Linked DNA regions of Gossypium hirsutum: region 2 is linked to region 1. A link is a contact called in public Hi-C data. All regions are on one chromosome and are shown on one strand. The core of a region is the stretch at or near the end of the contact, and the rest is flanking DNA. Distances in the headings are between cores, read along the strand shown. Region 1 has its middle 13 kb from the start of LOC107946910. Region 2 holds the start of LOC107933492 (polyadenylate-binding protein 1).

Region 1 (2,995 bases), core at 19-2,518:
TTCAATTCATGATATGTGGGAAAAATCTGCACGAGTTGAGGTATGTTTTATTTATACGGTTAATTAAGTTAGTGTCACGAGTTAATTTAACATCAATTTAATTACGAAATTATCAAAATATTTTTATCTTAAAGGGTAATTAATATTATTATAAGAATATTTTTACCCTTTAATATTTATATATAATATTTCAAATAAAACAACTAAAAAACATTATTTAAGAATCAAACACAAGTTCAAACTAATTCAAATAGAAATTTCTTAACACTCCAACACTAATCATTTGTTGAAATAATTTTATTAATACAAAATATTTTCATTCATCCACATTGTGAATGTGATAAAATCTACTGTTGATAATATCATGCACACAAAATGACACCTTTTGATCATCAATTAATTATTGTATTACAGAATTTTGATGAAATTATTGATATTAGAAAATTGAACCACGCACAACTCTTAGTATTAAAAACGAAAATGCACCACGTATAATCTATATTATTATATAAGAGTTTAAATGGGTTGATATTACCTATCTGTTTGATTCCAACTTATATATACGCTAAAACACGACTAGAGACAACTAAAAGATAAAAGCTAAAACAAAAACTAAAACCACCATTAGTTTCATAGAAACATGGTAGAGACAAGAACCAACACAACTTTCAAAGAAAGTAAAGTGGAGTGAAACTACAACCACCATAGTTTTTAGAAAAAAAAATAGAGTACATTATAACTAAAAAGACTAAAATCTAAAAGAAAAATTTAAAGAAAATTGTTGGAAAGGCCATGGTAGGCAACTAACCTGGAGGCCAATGCTGCTACCGAAAAAGATTAAGGGCCAATTTAGTATTTTTTCTAAAAAATATTTTTAGAATAAAAAGTATTTTAGGACAAAAATATTCTTTCTTTTTTTTTAACTTCAGAGTATATAGTATGAAACCAAAAAATAAACAGCAAACAATGAACATCAAATAAAATGGCCCAAACTCAGAACAAATCTAGATATTTTAACCGAATAGTCTACAAATCATAATAATTACATCTAATTAATGCCCAGTCAGAAATTGCTGAACCCTGTCTTGTCATTTGAGTCTTATTTCTTTCTTTGCTTTTGACAGTTTAGTTTTTGGGAAAGTTGTTCTTCTAAAACCGATTTATTTGCTCTCTTTTCCTTTCCTCTCAGTTCTCTTCTTCCCCGTTCTCTCCTCAATCCGGTTCTCTTCTCCACTCAATCTTTCGTTGATTTTCAGCATACCCCAGGACCTTCATATCCAGGTACATCTCTTCCTTCCTTTTTAGAGTTTCTATTGCCAATATATGCGCGAGAGCATTTGCAAATTTTGGTGTGTGTTTGAATATAAAGCTTCTCGATCTGTTCAGTTTTTGTTTAATATCATATATATATGCTCCAATATCTGAATGACCTTGACTCTTTGATATACATTTCTTAATTATTGTGAGGGAATCACCTTCAATAATGATCTTCGGCCATTCTTGTTCAACTCCTGTTTGGACCGCTTTTTGGCAAGCTATTGCTTCAGCTGCAAAGGCGAAAGTTACCCCATGGTGGATCTCTGAACAGGAAAGTAAGACAACCCCTTCTTCATTTCTAGCTACAATTCCTAAGGCAGATTGTTGATGAGTCGCATCATTAGCACCATCAAAATTAATTTTGACGAACTCACTAGGTGGGTAATTCCATCTTCTTTGCTCATTCCCCCTTACTGGATTTTTCCTTTCTAAACCATTAAGTTCAGCAAGATAGTTGTTGATGAAGTTTACTATTTCATGACTGTACTCTGTTTCTGCTCATGCAGTCTTTTATTTCTCTCTCCCCAGATAGCCCAGAGACCGCAGCAGAAGAGTTTGTTCTGACATGTAGTGAGCTGATCAAAGATCTAGGGAATCCACTGTAAAAAATCCATGGTAGAATTTATAAGAATATTTTGAAGATTTAATAGTGTCCAAACTTCCACTGTGACAGGACATTCGCGAAAGATATGATCGATTGTTTCATTATTTTCTCCACATCGGGGGCAGCTTGTATTACTAACGAGCTTTCAGTAGTGCATATTAATCCTCGTAGGCAGATAGTTCCATGAAATTCTCCATACTGTAGCCTTTATTTTAGTAGGTAGATTTAGGAGCCAGAGTTTTTTGTAAGAATTCTCGTAGTTGGTTTGTAAAGCATAAGCTCTAGGAATTTCATCAAAAAGTTATAATAGTTTGTAGGCGCTGCAGGCCAAGAATTCCCCTGAATGTTCACCTCCTCAGGCAAACAGATCATCCTGAGGTGTGCGCGCTAAAGGTATCTGGATAATTTTTCCAGCATCGTCTTTTGAAAAGGTATTGTTTATGAGTTCTTTTTTCCATATTCTCGCATTGCTGTCGATCAACTCACTAACCTTTTCATCTCACATAGTATTAACAATTGAAGATAATCTAAAATTAACATCTCGAATCCACGCATCAGCATGAATAGAAATGTTTGAACCTATACCAACCCTCCAACATATTCCTTTTTCCAAAATACCTTTCGCTGCCCAAATGCTTTTCCAAATATAAGAGCTAGTTTTTCCCAAACGAGAATTTAAAAAATGCTCATTCAGAAAATATTTTGCTTTACATACTTGTGTAACCAAAGAATCCTGATTCTTAATAATCCTTCACCCTTGCTTTGCTAGTAATGAAATATTGAATGGCGACAGATTTCTAAAGCCCATTCCCCCTTCCTCTTTTGATCGACAAATAAATTTCCATTGACATCAGTGTATTCCTTTCTTTTTCTGTCCTTTTTGTCACCAGAATTTAGCAAAGATATTTTCTAACTCCCCATGTAAAGATTTTGGTAGGAGAAAACATGACATAGCATAAGTTGGAATTGCTTGAAGTACTGACTTAATAAAGATCTCCTTTTCCCCTTGTGACAGTAGTCTTATACTCTAGCTTTCAAACCTCGAATTAATTTTATCCTTTAGATTCTGAAAAG
Region 2 (2,811 bases), core at 131-2,630, 170 kb before region 1:
ACTTCCTCAGGTGTACATGCATAGTCTACCTGTTTTTGAAAAAGATATATAAAGAAAAAAGAATGTTAGCCCACATCCAGATCATTTGTTCACAAGCATAGAGGAATCATCTAGTTATACTTTCATTGAGATCATTTGTTGTACATCAAAACACTTCAGAAGTTACTTAAAGAAGAAAAACGGCATTAAACATAAACTACATTAATATTTCAATCAATTTGTTTTAATCACATTTAAGTTGACATCAATACAAAACTAAGACATGATTTTCCATGCAATTACATGCACATAAAAACACATTTCAAACAACATGAATGCACAAACATAAAACCAAAATTGAAAAACTTTCCTATACCCTTACTGGCCAAACAAAAGCACAATCATACTTTCAGCTAACTTACAAGTAAATTTTTAACATTAAGATAATAATTGGACCACAAGTAAGGTAAATGAGACAATTTAACAAAATAAACATATATAAGGCATAGGAAAGAGTTGATAAACCTCACATTACCAACATAAATCGAGCGGGAATCCACTTCCTCCTTTTCAGCTTGACTTGCAGAAGCACTTGAGGAATCTTCATACACATCCAGGAAAAAAAAGTACAAACAAATCAGTTTGCTAGACATAAACAATTCATACACAAAACGGTTCATAATTCAAAAAGAAATCAAATCAATTATAAAGAAGTTCAATTTCAATTTCATGATTAAGAAGAGATTCTCCTTCTCAAACAAGACAAGTAAATCCCAATCAAAGTCATACTTGTTAAAAAATACAGCCAAAAGCTCAGATCAAATACAAACTGAAAAAAAAAATAAAAGTTAAAGAGAAAAAGATAAAGAACCTTGGACAGCGCCCATCTCCTTCTCGACTTTAGCCTGCATTTCACGTAAAGCTCCCGCCTCTTCCTCGATTTCCCTAAGCCTCTTTTTCATGTCTTCCAAGTCCTATTTTTTTTTCAAAATACAAAATTTTTTTTCATCAGAAAAATAGCTCAGCTAAAGATAAGAAAAAGGAAAAAAGCTAAAATGAGAAAGAGGGCAACTTTGGAGGAACTAGGATCTTGTTGAAGGCCTTGGTCGTTGCCTTGGTAATCCTCAGCTCCAGCAGTCATATCGAACTCCGCATCCATCTCTCCTTCCTCGTCAGGGATCTCCCCTCCGTACACCTCGTGCTCTTGCTCTTCGTATTGATCCATTCTAGTCAAATTCGGGGGAATTTTGGAATTAGGGTTTTATTCTTCGTTATGGATTTGGGGGAAAGGTTAGGGAACGGATAGACAAAGATTAAAACCTGGCACTTGTGTGGGGAATGATAGTTACGCCCGTCACGTGTGTCTTCGAGATATATTTCTTTAATACGGAGATGGACCATCTAATAAGTTTAATTTAACGGTGTTAAAAAAATTAAAAAAAAGGGTTTATTTAACGCATCACACTATTTTTTCAAAGTGTGATAAGCATAATTAAAGAATAAATATAAATATATATTTAAATAAGGGTAAGTATAAAATAATTATAAATATAATAAAGGAGTTATTAAGTAAAATTAAATTATTATAGTTTTATTATATTAAAAATTATTACAGTCTAAACTAAAGTTAAATAAATTGAATTAATTAGACTAAACCACACGAACTCAAATTTTACAAAATAAATGAGATCAAAGCAGTGGATTATTATTATTTGTAGTACGTTAAAATGATTGAGAAAAGTAAGTAATATTTAATCAACATAAATAGCATAAGAAATGGTGCGAAAATAAGATTAAAAAAAAGTGACTTAATTTCTTATTGACTTGAGGTATGTCACATGTTACAAGCCAATGGCATAGGAAGATAATAATAATAAAATAGATGCCTAGTTATTTTCCACCGGAGGGTGTGCCTGAATGACTAACATATGGTGATTAAATTAATATTTAGGAGGAGGAAGCAGCCATTTGGTAGCTTCAATGAAGTTAAGAACCAGGAATGGTAGGACTTCCGCACCTGATAGCTGCTTCACGAATGGCTCTCGCTTACTGGGATTTGCACCTGGCCCCTTGCACTGGTATTCTCCATAATAAACAGCTCTGCATCATTCTCACCTTAATAAGATTTTGTTTCTTAGAAGGATTAATATATATAGAAAAAGTAATTTATCTTACTTGGCTCGTTCAGGAAACCTATTATGAGTCCATCCAGCAGGCTGGATTGACCACGTTGCTCATATCAGTATATGCATAAACAACTCTTGGATTGCTCCTCCAAGCCCTCCCCAAAAATGAATTGCTGGCTGTTCCGGTAATGCTGCCATGCACGAACGAATAACCCGTGTCTTCCGATGAACTTTCTCTCGCTTGTGCTGTTATCACTGTAAATCCTCCACCTTCTCGCTTCTCCACGAATATGTCCGTGTTCTATATCCAACTTTTCCAATCAATATATACATTTAACATAACATGTCTTGTTGTTAAATCTATTTTGGTCAAGAAGAATAGTACCAGCTCTGCATCATTCTCACCTTAATAAGATTTTGTTTCTTAGAAGGATTAATATATATAGAAAAAGTAATTTATCTTACTTGGCTCGTTCAGGAAACCTATTATGAGTCCATCCAGCAGGCTGGATTGACCACGTTGCTCATATCAGTATATGCATAAACAACTCTTGGATTGCTCCTCCAAGCCCTCCCCAAAAATGAATTGCTGGCTGTTCCGGTAATGCTGCCATGCACGAACGAATAACCCGTGTCTTCCGATGAACTTTCTCTCGCTTGTGCTGTTATCACTGTAAATCCTCCACCTTCTCGCTTCTCCACGAAT

The links. A called contact is a pair of places that touch in the nucleus more often than the background predicts.
Region 2: a Hi-C map of callus shows a contact between it and region 1, with 4 times the contacts expected there. The contact joins the promoter of LOC107933492 here to the enhancer-like site in region 1. A contact is called at or near these places in 4 of 34 Hi-C or Micro-C datasets (callus, hypocotyl, leaf and 1 more).

Annotation. Positions count from the first base shown.
Region 1 is chrA12:101,020,129-101,023,123 of Gossypium_hirsutum_v2.1, reverse strand. No RefSeq gene overlaps it. Among protein-coding and RNA genes, the nearest start is that of LOC107946910, 13 kb to the right of the region's middle. Within about 2 kb of position 1,268, at least 5 of the 9 cell types and tissues checked have an H3K27ac peak or open chromatin away from gene starts, as enhancers often do.
Region 2 is chrA12:101,190,704-101,193,514 of Gossypium_hirsutum_v2.1, reverse strand. It overlaps LOC107933492 (polyadenylate-binding protein 1), which reads right to left and starts at 1,380. Exons shown (of 7, transcript XM_041083310.1): 1 at 1,300-1,380; 2 at 1,052-1,205; 3 at 851-953; 4 at 510-580; 5 at 1-29. The coding sequence starts at 1,204. It also overlaps the pseudogene LOC107933491.